Regions from separate parts of the Xenopus laevis genome. Here region 2 is linked to region 1. Evidence: chromatin contacts called from public Hi-C data. All regions are on one chromosome and are shown on one strand. Each heading gives the region's core, a stretch centred on a gene start, on an enhancer-like site or on the middle of the called end of the contact. The rest is flanking DNA. Distances are from core to core; before and after follow the strand shown.

Region 1 (5,414 bases), core at 1,073-3,572:
GGTGGCTTTTGTTGTCCTCAAAGTCCTCTGCATTCTCTTTCTTTTCTTATGTTGAATGAGGAGCAGGCTTTCCCAGGCAGCAGTGCTGTAAAATGTGAATGGGCCTTTTAAATTTGACGAATCCCTACAGGCTCTGATATGGACACTATGTACAGTATTCTTATTTGAGACACTGCACCCCGTACATAAATATTAAAGGGATTCTGTCATGATTTTTATGGTGTCGTTTTTATTTCTTAATTAAACAGTTTACAAGTAATTGCAAATAATTCACTCTACCATGTAAAATTTTATTCCTAACCCAACAAGTGTATTTTTTTAGTTGTAATATTTTGTAATATTGGTGTGTAGGTGCATCTCAGGTTATTTTGCCTGGTCATGTGCTTTCAGAAAGAGCCAGCACTTTAGGATGGAACTGCTTTCTGGCAGGCTGTTGTTTCTCCTACTCAATGTAACTGAAGGAGTCACAGTGGGACATGGATTTTTATATTGAGTGCTGTTCTTAGATCTACCAGGGAGCTGTTATTGGGTTACCTTCCCATTGTTCTGCTGATAGGCGGGATGGCACTCGGATCGCTTTGGCATTCCGAAGTCGCCCAAAGTTTCTTCGTGAGGCAACTTCAGAAAATGAAGCATTCTGAGTGCCATGCCACCGGCGATTTACATTCTAGCCAGAGGGAAGTCAGTTTGGGGAGATTAGTCGTCCGAAGAAGAATCGATTTGTCGCTGGGCGACTAATCTCCTGAAATAGCAGCGTGTGTCTCTGCCCTAAAGAGTCACTGAAGTCTATCAGAGCACAAGTTACGTGACTGGGGGCACCTGGGAAACTGACAATATGTCTAGCCCCATGTCAGATATAAAGATTAAATTAAAAAAAATCAGTTTGCTCTTTTGAAAAAATGGATTTTAGTGCAGAATTCTGCTGGAGCAGCCCTATTAACCAATGTATTTTGAAAAAAACATTTTTTCCCATGACAGTATCCCTTTACTTATATTTAGGTGCAAGCTAATGACCCATATTCACTTGTCTTTCCCAGGCCGGCCCCGATGGACAAGAAACCAGCAGAACTGAGCACCCTGAATGACGTCGGCTATCAGATCCGGATTTAATATTGCCGGATGGATTGCACTTTACCCTCTCCCCACGCCCCCACCTGTTCTTTTGTAAGGATTGTGACTATTTATTATCACCAGGTTTTTATTTATGCTCTCGTTGAGGACTTTTTACACTTTTTAATACTAAGCTTAACGTCTTCGAGAAGAATCCTGTCTCCTTCCATCCCGCCGCCCAGCGTTGTGCGTTTGTGTGTCCGAAGGAGTTAAAAATCACAGCATCCCTCTCCGAGCTTTGTTCCAGGCCAAAGGAATTAAGGAAGAGTTGGCAAGCAAAGTGTCAGTGAGCCCCCTGGTGGGGAAAGATGGGAATTGACATGGAATTCCTACATAGATGCCTGGATACAGACATGGATATATCAAGGGACTGCCACGGAGGCCAGACGGCCATTATAGTTTATACTCCTTGTTGGAAGGGGGAAGATACTGTTCCTGTTTATCTAATAGTCTTTTAATAAAGCTGAGCACACCTGTCGTCCAGTTTATCCATTTTTAACCAAGAAGTCTTCCCCAGTGGGTGTGTATGTCCAGCAGAGATGTGTCAGTATGATATAGGGAGGGAGTGTTGGACTATAAGAAGGTGGCACCGTGGTCTGTTTGCAGAATGATCCCCACTAGGCAGAGGTTTGTCCTTGCTAAGAAGCTGAGAAAGAGACATAAGCTATGCAACACGGGGGCCCTGGGTATATGCAATAGATCCCATACTCTACGTACAGACATCTCACCAGCCTATGTCAGACTAACCGGCCTATAGTTTTGAGGCTGAGAACGGGATCCTTTTTTGAATAGCGGCACCACACAATTCACCTGTCTTTCAGCACTGTGCCAGTCATTGAATCCTGGAAAATTAAGTAAAGAGATTTGGCAATCACAGAGCTAAGCTGGCAAAGTACCCTGGGATGAATAACATCCGGCCCCGGACCTTTATTTATCTTTACATATTCTAGTCTCTTAGAGAGAGATCTCACCTGATGTATATACTCAATGATGTATTTATATACCTATCTGTATTTCCCCCCACCGTGAGGTAGAGACCTGCGCGGGTCCATTTTTTGAAACCCACAATTTGCCCCGCATGTTCCCGCTACCCAAATCGCAATAGGCCAACTAACCTTCCGACCAGGGGACATGCGAAACCGGAAGTGACGTTACAATTGCCCGGAAGTGACGTCACACCGGCACTGAATCTTCACAAAATTTTTTTAAAAACTGGAAGAAACACAAGGGAGGATGGGAGGGATCAAGCACGCACCTTTATTGGATACCCAACCGGGTTACCCACCCAGACAGCACGGCCAAGGAATCGGGGGCTTTTGGCTGAAACCCGACTAATTTGTGGGTATTCGGCGGGTAACCGACCTGCTGTAGGACTCTACCGTGAGGCCTTGCAGGGAATTTGTCCCAGGGGATGATTCTTTAAAGACTTTTAATATGATGTAAAGAGTGATATTCTGAGACAATTTGCAATTGGTTTTCATTTTTTATTATTTGTGTTTTTTTTTTAGTTATTTGAGTTTCATCAATCTGGTTGCTAGGGTCCAAATTACCCTAACAACCATGCACTGATTTGAATAGGTGACTGTGATATGGATAGAAGAAGCCTGACTAGAAAAATGACTAATAAAGAATACCAACAAAAATAAATCTGTAGCCTTACAGAGCATTTGATTTGTAGATGGGGTCAGTGACCCCCCATATGAAAACTAGAAAGAGTTAGAAAAAGGTAACAAATAATTCAAAAACTATAAAAAATAAATAATGAAGACCAATTGAAAAGTGGGCCATTCTAGAACATACTAAAAGGTAAACACCCCTTTAACTCCATCCATGCCAGAAGGGCCCATAGCAACAAGATAACAGCAGCTTCAAGTTCCTTTTTCCTTCGTACAGAATGACTGTTAGGGCCTTATTTATCAAAGTCTGAATTTATTATTATTTTAATAAAAAAAAAAGTCCAACCAAACTAGAATTGGACCTTATTTATTATTAAAAAAAAAAAATCATGATTTTATTGAAATCGGGGACAAACACGAAAAAAAAATTGAGCAAAAATCTGAATCGTACGATTTTTTTTTTTTGAAAAGTCAGACTTTTTCCGATTTTCGGGCTAATTTCAGCGCAGACCCCATAAACTTGCAAATAGGATAGGGACCTCTCCCATTGATTTATATACAACCTCAGCAGGTCTGAGATGCCGGATTGTCGGATTCTGACTTTTTGCAGCCTTGGGGTTTAATAAATTTCGAAAGTTTTTTTTCCACTAAAAATGTGGATTTTATAGTAAAAGAAAAACGTTGGATTTTTTTTGCGTTTTTGGCATTCGGACTTTAATAAATAACCCCCTAGGTGTGTGAGTGAACCAACGTCTCCAACAAGAGCTTCTGGGCCACTGGTTTTGAGTCTGAATGAGGATAAGGGATGTGGTTTCCAGCAGTGATATTTAGACGTATTCCACTTCAGCAGCCATATTAGATACACGTTGTGTGGCTCATTAGCAGTCATTTAGATTTATACAGCATGGCTGCTTGGAATCCACTGTGTTCTGCCCCAATCATCTGAATACATTGCAAATTCTATATATATATATATACAGAATGGGACTTCTACTCCAATCCAATAGACTATTGGATTGGAGTAGAAGTCCCATTCTGTATATATATTTGTAACTGTGTTGTGGACACTCCAAACCTATATAGCCCACCAATTATCTAGATAGATAGAAAACATATCTTGCTTGAAAGGTTTTGTTTTTTATATTGCTAATTGGTGATGCAGGATAAGTATTTAATATCTGCTGTTAAAGGGGTGAGTAGGCAACTGTAGGCCCACTCCAGCTAAAGGCTGGCAAGGCATGCTGGGAGAATATCCAGAAACGTTATCCAGAAAGCTCCAAATTACGGGAAGGCCGTCTCCCATAGACTCCATTTTAATCAAATATATCTACATTTTTGTTCTCAGATCTCAAAGCAACCGCTGAAAACCCAAGTCCCAACTGTCACCAACATATATTAGATGCCCTGCTAAAATGAATAGGGGACTGAGAGTGTTAGGCTAAAGCTGAGGGACAAGCCAAATCACCGACAACTTGGTATTTGTGGTCAAGTTTTGTTTTGTTTTTCCCCAAATCGCAGAAAGCAAAAGGGGGTTCTTATCATTCAGTCTAAATGTATGTTAATCTACATTATGTTCTATTGTCTTGGACCTTTTAAGATATTGCATTGAAAGGTGTTTTATTTTTATCCTATTTCTGCTTTATAATTTGTAATTTTTGACTATTACCTGATTGATATATTTTGCTACTTTAACAAAAATAAACTTTTTTTTTTCCTCAAGTTACTTTTTTTGTGTATTTTGTAAAAATAACCCTAAACTGCCATGACATATACATACACACAAATATATATATATATATATATATATATATAGCCAGAAGAGAGGGTCCGCACACTCAGGACTTATGAAAAAATCAAAGGTTTTTATTACAAGTGAGGCAAGAACTAGAGAGTCTGAGAACGGGATTCCTTTTTGAATAGTGACACCACATTAGCAATTCGCCAGTCTCTCTGCACTGTGCCAGACCTCAATGAATACTGAAAAATTAAGTAAAGAGGTTTGGCAATCACAGAGCTAAGTACCCTGAGATGAATACCATCTGGCCCTGGACCTTTATTTATCTTTACATATTCTAATCTTTTTTGGTATTTCCTCATGTGTGAACCATGCATTCGTTGTATTAATAGAATTAGGACTATTAGCATGAAAACCGTCTTTAAAGGAAAACTATACCCCCAAAATGAATACTTAAGCAACAGATAGTTTATATCAAATTGAATGACATATTAAAGAATCTTACCAAACTGGAATATATATTTACATAAATATTGCCCTTTTACATCTCTTGCCTTGAACCACCATTTCGTGACTCTATCTGTGCTGCCTCAGAGATCACCTGACCAGAAATACTACAACACTAACTGTAACAGGAAGAAGTGAGGAAGCAAAAGGCAGAACTCTGTCTGTTAATTGGCTCATGTGACCTTACATGTGGTTTGTATGTGTGCACAGTGAATCTTACGATCTCAGGGGGCGGCCCTTATTTTTTAAAATGGCAATTTTCTATTTATGATTACCCAATGGCACATACTACTAAAAAAGTATATTATTATGATAATGGTTCATTTACATGAAGCAGGGTTTTACACATGAGCTGTTTTACTCAGTATCTTTTAATAACTATACCCCCCTACATTGTTTGGGGGGTATAGTTTTCCTTTAAGTGGTTGCTCATTTGTGTAGACAGA
Region 2 (5,414 bases), core at 789-3,288, 83 kb before region 1:
GACAGTGTTCTTCTCTCCTGTAGTACAATTCCCGACAGTGTTCTGCTCCCTTGTAGTACAGTCCCAGACAGTGTTCTGCTCCCCTGTAGTACAATTCCCGACAGTGTTCTGCTCCCTTGTATTACAGTCCCAGACAGTGTTCTGCTCCCTTGTATTACAGTCCCCGACACTGTTCTGCTCCCCTGTAGTACAGTTCCTGACAGTGTTCTGCTCCCTTGTATTACAGTCCCAGACAGTGTTCTTCTCCCCTGTAGTACAGTTTCCGACAGTGTTCTGCTCCCTTGTATTACAGTCCCCGACAGTGTTCTTCTACCCTGTAGTACAGTTTCCGACAGTGTTCTGCGCCCTTGTATTACAGTCCCCGACAGTGTTCTGCTCCCCTGTAGTACAGTTCCCGACAGTGTTCTGCTCCCTTGTATTACAGTCCCAGACAGTGTTCTGCTCCCCTGTATTACAGTCCCAGACAGTGTTCTGCTCCCCTGTAGTACAGTTCCTGACAGTGTTCTGCTCCCCTGTAGTACAGTCCCCGGCAGTGTTCTGCTCCCCTGTAGTACAGTCCCCGACAGTGTTCTGCTCCCTTGTATTACAGTCCCAGACAGTGTTCTGGTCCCATGTAGTACAGTTTCCGACAGTGTTCTGCTCCCCTGTAGTACAGTCCCCGGCAGTGCTCTGCTCCCCCCCCCGGCAGTGTTCTGCTCCCCTGTAGTACAGTCCCCGGCAGTGCTCTGCTCCCCCCCCCGGCAGTGTTCTGCTCCCCTGTAGTACAGTCCCCGACAGAATTCTGCTCCCCTGTAGTACAGTCCCCGGCAGTGTTCTGCTCCCCTGTAGTACAGTCCCCGGCAGTGTTCTGCTCCCCTGCAGTACAGTCCCCGGCAGTGTTCTGCTCCCCTGTAGTACAGTCCCCGGCAGTGTTCTGCTCCCCTGTAGTACAGTCCCCGACAGAGTTCTGCTCCCCTGTAGTACAGTCCCTGGCAGTGTTCTGCTCCCCTGTAGTACAGTCCCCGACAGTATTCTGCTCCCCTGTTGTAAAGTCGCACTCAAGAGAGCCTGTTTGTGCGCCAGGGGTGAGATTATACTGGCCGGCCGGGTTGCCTATGGGTGTCTGTCTGACCTGGCCTGGCACTGGGGCCAATCAGGCAGCTAGCCACAGTTTTCCTGGCCTCAACTAGACAATATTGCATGAAATGTTTTTTTTAGTTGAAGTATCTACATTTAAACGATCGTTTCAAGATAAGCTTGGTCTTACGATATAGAAAAGATCTTTTAAAAATCTTAATGTTTATAGCCACCTTTACTGGGATTCTCTGGGGATCTGGGATTAAAAGTCTGTGTCACCTCCCAGTAACAACATAAATAAAGAGAAGAGTAAATAAAGTGTATGTTGGCCATTGTGTGCCCTGTGCCAGGTAGGGTTGCCAGTAAAAATGATGGCTGATCCCAAAGTTATTAATAGGGAAAAAAGATAAATATATAGGAAGGTCGGTATTTTTTTTCCAGAAAAGGTGGCAACCCTAGTGCCAGGTGTAAATAATGGGCTAATAGTTTCACTGGGGACATTGTGGGGCCCCAGACATGTGCGCTGGAAAGAATGGCGCAGCTAAGTTAAAATTCATACCTCCCAACTGTCCCGATTTTCACAGGACAGTTCTGCTTTTGACAGCTCAGCCAGCATTCCTGGATTATTACTGAAATGTCCCAACTTTCTCTTTGATCTCCTGCACTAAACAGCCAGAAAAAGATTTAAAAAAATGACTAAAACTTAATTGGCTTTTGGCAGGGAGCCCAGAATATATACTTAGATACTTTTGTAACGATTTAAGATAAGCAGGTTAGTTGGAGAAAGTGTGATTTGCAGTTTAAAGGGCAAGTCACCTTCATTAGCAAAACTCTAGTAACGTATAAAAACCACAGAAATGTGTTCAAACTATCAAAAACCTGTCACATTTGTAAAATAAAAAGGTAAATAGGGGGTGTGGCCACATATGTAGGCGTGGTTAATTTGTTTTGTCCCTCTTTCTGTTTCCAAAATATTGGGAGGCATGCAAAATTAAAGGCGAACTCCACCCAGTGTTGCAGCAGCAGTTTGTACACTCCACGCCGAGCACGCTGACAATATCATACACATGATAAACAAAGTAAATCCTTGTGAAGCCATTACAGCCCCGGCGAGTGTGAGGGAAAGCGGAGCCACGTGACCGAACACTATCCGAGGAGCATTTCTTATAGTCGGAGAAGCGCCATCCAATGAGCATAGGGATGAACCTCAGGGGCTTGTTGTGATTGGCTGACGGGGTGAGGCTTGCGCTGCTATTGGCTGGTACATGCCGGCTCATCCGTGTACTTGTCTAAAGAGACAGTGCAGTAAGCGAGCGCTGTCAGTTGTCTCCCAGTGTGTGCAGTGTGTGCAGCTGACGGGGCATGTGTGTGACTCCCTGTGTCTGTCCCACCTCAGTGTTAAACTCTCTGGTTGCCCCATGGTGTCTCCGGAGATAACGCTGCAGTATCAAAACAACAACAACAACGGGCACATTCTGGACAAGGAGGACGTGCCGGCGCCTGTCAGTAATGGGGACGTGCAGATGACAGTCAGTGATCTCCCCCGCAGCCCCGACACCGAACTGCCGCCTCAGCAGGAGGAGGAGAGAGAGGCGATGCTGCCCGGGCAGCCCCTGGAGACCCGCTTGTACCGCAGGAGGTTTGTGATCCTGGGGGTGTTCAGCCTGTACTCGCTGCTCAATGCTTATCAATGGATCCAGTACAGCATCATCACCTCCATCTTCACCCAATTCTACCAGGTCTCCAGCGACAAGATCGACTGGCTCTCTGTGGTCTACATGGTGGTCTATGTGCCCCTCATCTTCCCTGCCACCTGGCTACTGGACAACAAGGGGCTCAGGGTCACCGCCCTGTTGGGCTCTGGTCTCAACTGCCTGGGAGCTTGGCTCAAGTGTGCCAGCGTCCGACCCGACCTCTTCGGGGTCACCATGTTCGCCCAGACCGTCTGCTCCGTGGCCCAAGTCTTTATCCTGGGGTTGCCCTCTCAGGTGGCCTCTGTGTGGTTTGGCCCCAAGGAGGTGTCCACGGCGTGCGCAACCGCAGTACTGGGCAACCAGGTAGGTTTTGACATGGTTGGCGTGGACATTGTTTTACCAAAAGTTTTCATCGGATGGAACTGTGTCTTTTTTCATTCTCAGCTACTAATAAGTATTAACAAGTAGGGATGCACCGAATCTACTATTTGGGATTTGGCCGAATCCCCGAATCCATCATGAAAGATTCTGCAGAATACCGAACCAAATCCAAATCTTATTTGCATATGCAAAAAAGGGTCCGGAAAGACAAAAGTGGAAAACCTTTTTTACCTCTTTGTTTTGTGACGAAAAGTCACGTTGATTTCCCCCACCCCTAATTTGCATATGCAAACTAAGATTTAGATCCGGTTTCGGCCAGGCACAAGGATTCAGCCAAATCCAAATCCTGCTGAAAAAGGCAGAATCCTGGCCGAATCCTGAACCAAATACCGGATTCGGTGCATCCCTAATAATAAGTATTATCCGGGCCAGGGAAGACAAGGAGCACTTAAGACATCGTGTAGACACTGATGTACTATATATATTTAGTGGATAATGAACCCCCCTACTGTCATTTATAAAGATTATAAATCACAGAGGCCATGTAACTCCCAGAAGATCTGCACATGGGATTGTGTTGTCTATATAGTGAATAAAGTACCCCCTCTTGTAAAATATAAGGATATTATAAATTACTGAGGAGTTTCATGACCATATAAAAGGACGAGGCGAAGACCGAGGTAACTTCTAATATCCTCATATTTGCAATTGGGGGTACTTTATTTATTATAATACACAAGTTTCAGTGAGTCATGTGACAGAAATGACATCACTACTCACCGTTTATAACTGATGACATCAGAACTCACCGTTTATAAGGATATAATTTACAAGATATTCATGGCTATTGTGTATAATAAGGATATCATTTACACTTTGGTCCCATAGAGAAATGACCAAACTGTAGATTATACTGAAAATATCCAAGCAATGTTATAAACGGGCCTTGGGGGACCTGACACATGACCTTTCTGCCGTACTGTAACACTAGTCAAAGCAAAGACTTGATTGTGCTACAAAAAGGACATACCAACTACCTCAAGACTAGAAGGGCCCAGTTGAGGAGCCCGCTTATAACAATGCTTGGATATTTTCAGTATCGGTCATTTCTCTAAGGATCAAAGTGTAAATGATATCCTTATAAACAGCACAATCCTACGTGCCGTGCCCATCCTCAAAGTTACATGGCTCCTCTGTGACTTATATTAATGACAGTAGGGGGTTGGTTATCCATATAGTACATCAGGATCTACAGGATGGCTTAGGTGCTCCTAATCTTCCCAGGTTCAGGATCAGTTGCTTGGGGGCTTTGGTTAAATGTACCGGTCTCCTTCTCTTATTTGGGGGAGTCACTTTATTCCCCCCCGGACCATGAGCTTGGTGCCTCAGTGCCAGTTCCGTGAGCTGTAGCCATCACAGTGCATTGTTTAAGCCCTCTCCAAACTCTGGGAAAGATTTGTTCTAAATTGAAATTGTACATCATTTGTGACCCATGCCAGGCTTTCTCTATCCTGCTGTTGCTGTGCCAATTACCACTCTCTGCCTATTAATGCTTTCTGGTTTTGGGGACCCCTTTAACCATCTGAAGCTCCCATGTACTCTTTATTTATGACACCAGTGTTGGGACCTGGGGCTGAGTTCAGGGGTTTGCTGTAGGTACAGTAGTTGTATATAACCTTGCTCCCTGCATGGGGTGCCTGTTGCTGAGGGTGCACCTATATAACTAGTTGATGTCGAAGCATGGGTGCATAGCCTGATGTTAGCAATAAGGTAGTGATTCTTTATTTCTTTTGGCACCATCAACATTGTTGCTATAGGCTGCAACTCGATACAGTTTCATCACCCTAGCTGGCAGTTGTGTGGCTGTGTTTCCTGCTGTCAGAGAGGCTAATATGAAAGGCAGAATGGAGAAGCCAAGGGCCCCTGCTGCATGTGCTCCAGCAAGTTAAATTATTGGCTCAGGCATTGTGCTACAGACTGGCTGCTGATGCACGGTGCAGGGAGCTCCCCATTATCTGCACAGATCTGCATTCTCTAAATCAGCCTGTGGCTGTTGCTAAACTATAAATCCATTAACATTTGCTGCGCTGCTGATTTGACAGATAAAGAGGCTTAACTGAGGCAGTGTAAACAAACGTGTTGAATTTATAGACAATATAAATCTACACACAGGATGATTTGGGAGCTGCATTTTGGGCAGCCTTCAAAGCGCCCCAAACTGTGTTCTGCAAACAAGCACCTAATTAACCTTTTAAGACAGGCTTCTGCCAGTGTCTATAGAAC

Evidence for each region. Hi-C and Micro-C count contacts between places; a contact is called where the count stands out from the background.
Region 2: a contact with region 1 is called in a Hi-C map of the XL177 cell line, with 3 times the contacts expected there. The contact joins the promoter of flvcr1.S here to the enhancer-like site in region 1. A contact is called at or near these places in 2 of 4 Hi-C or Micro-C datasets (the XL177 cell line and the XTC cell line).

What each region holds. Positions count from the first base shown.
Region 1 is chr5S:17,035,074-17,040,487 of Xenopus_laevis_v10.1, reverse strand. It overlaps vash2.S (tubulinyl-Tyr carboxypeptidase 2), which reads left to right. Exons shown (of 8, transcript XM_018264997.2): 8 at 1,038-1,587. The coding sequence ends at 1,110. Among protein-coding and RNA genes, the nearest start is that of angel2.S, 19 kb to the right of the region's middle. Within about 2 kb of position 2,322, at least 1 of the 7 cell types and tissues checked has an H3K27ac peak or open chromatin away from gene starts, as enhancers often do.
Region 2 is chr5S:17,118,228-17,123,641 of Xenopus_laevis_v10.1, reverse strand. flvcr1.S (feline leukemia virus subgroup C receptor-related protein 1) reads left to right here and starts at 2,038. Exons shown (of 10, transcript XM_018265000.2): 1 at 2,038-3,113. The coding sequence starts at 2,322.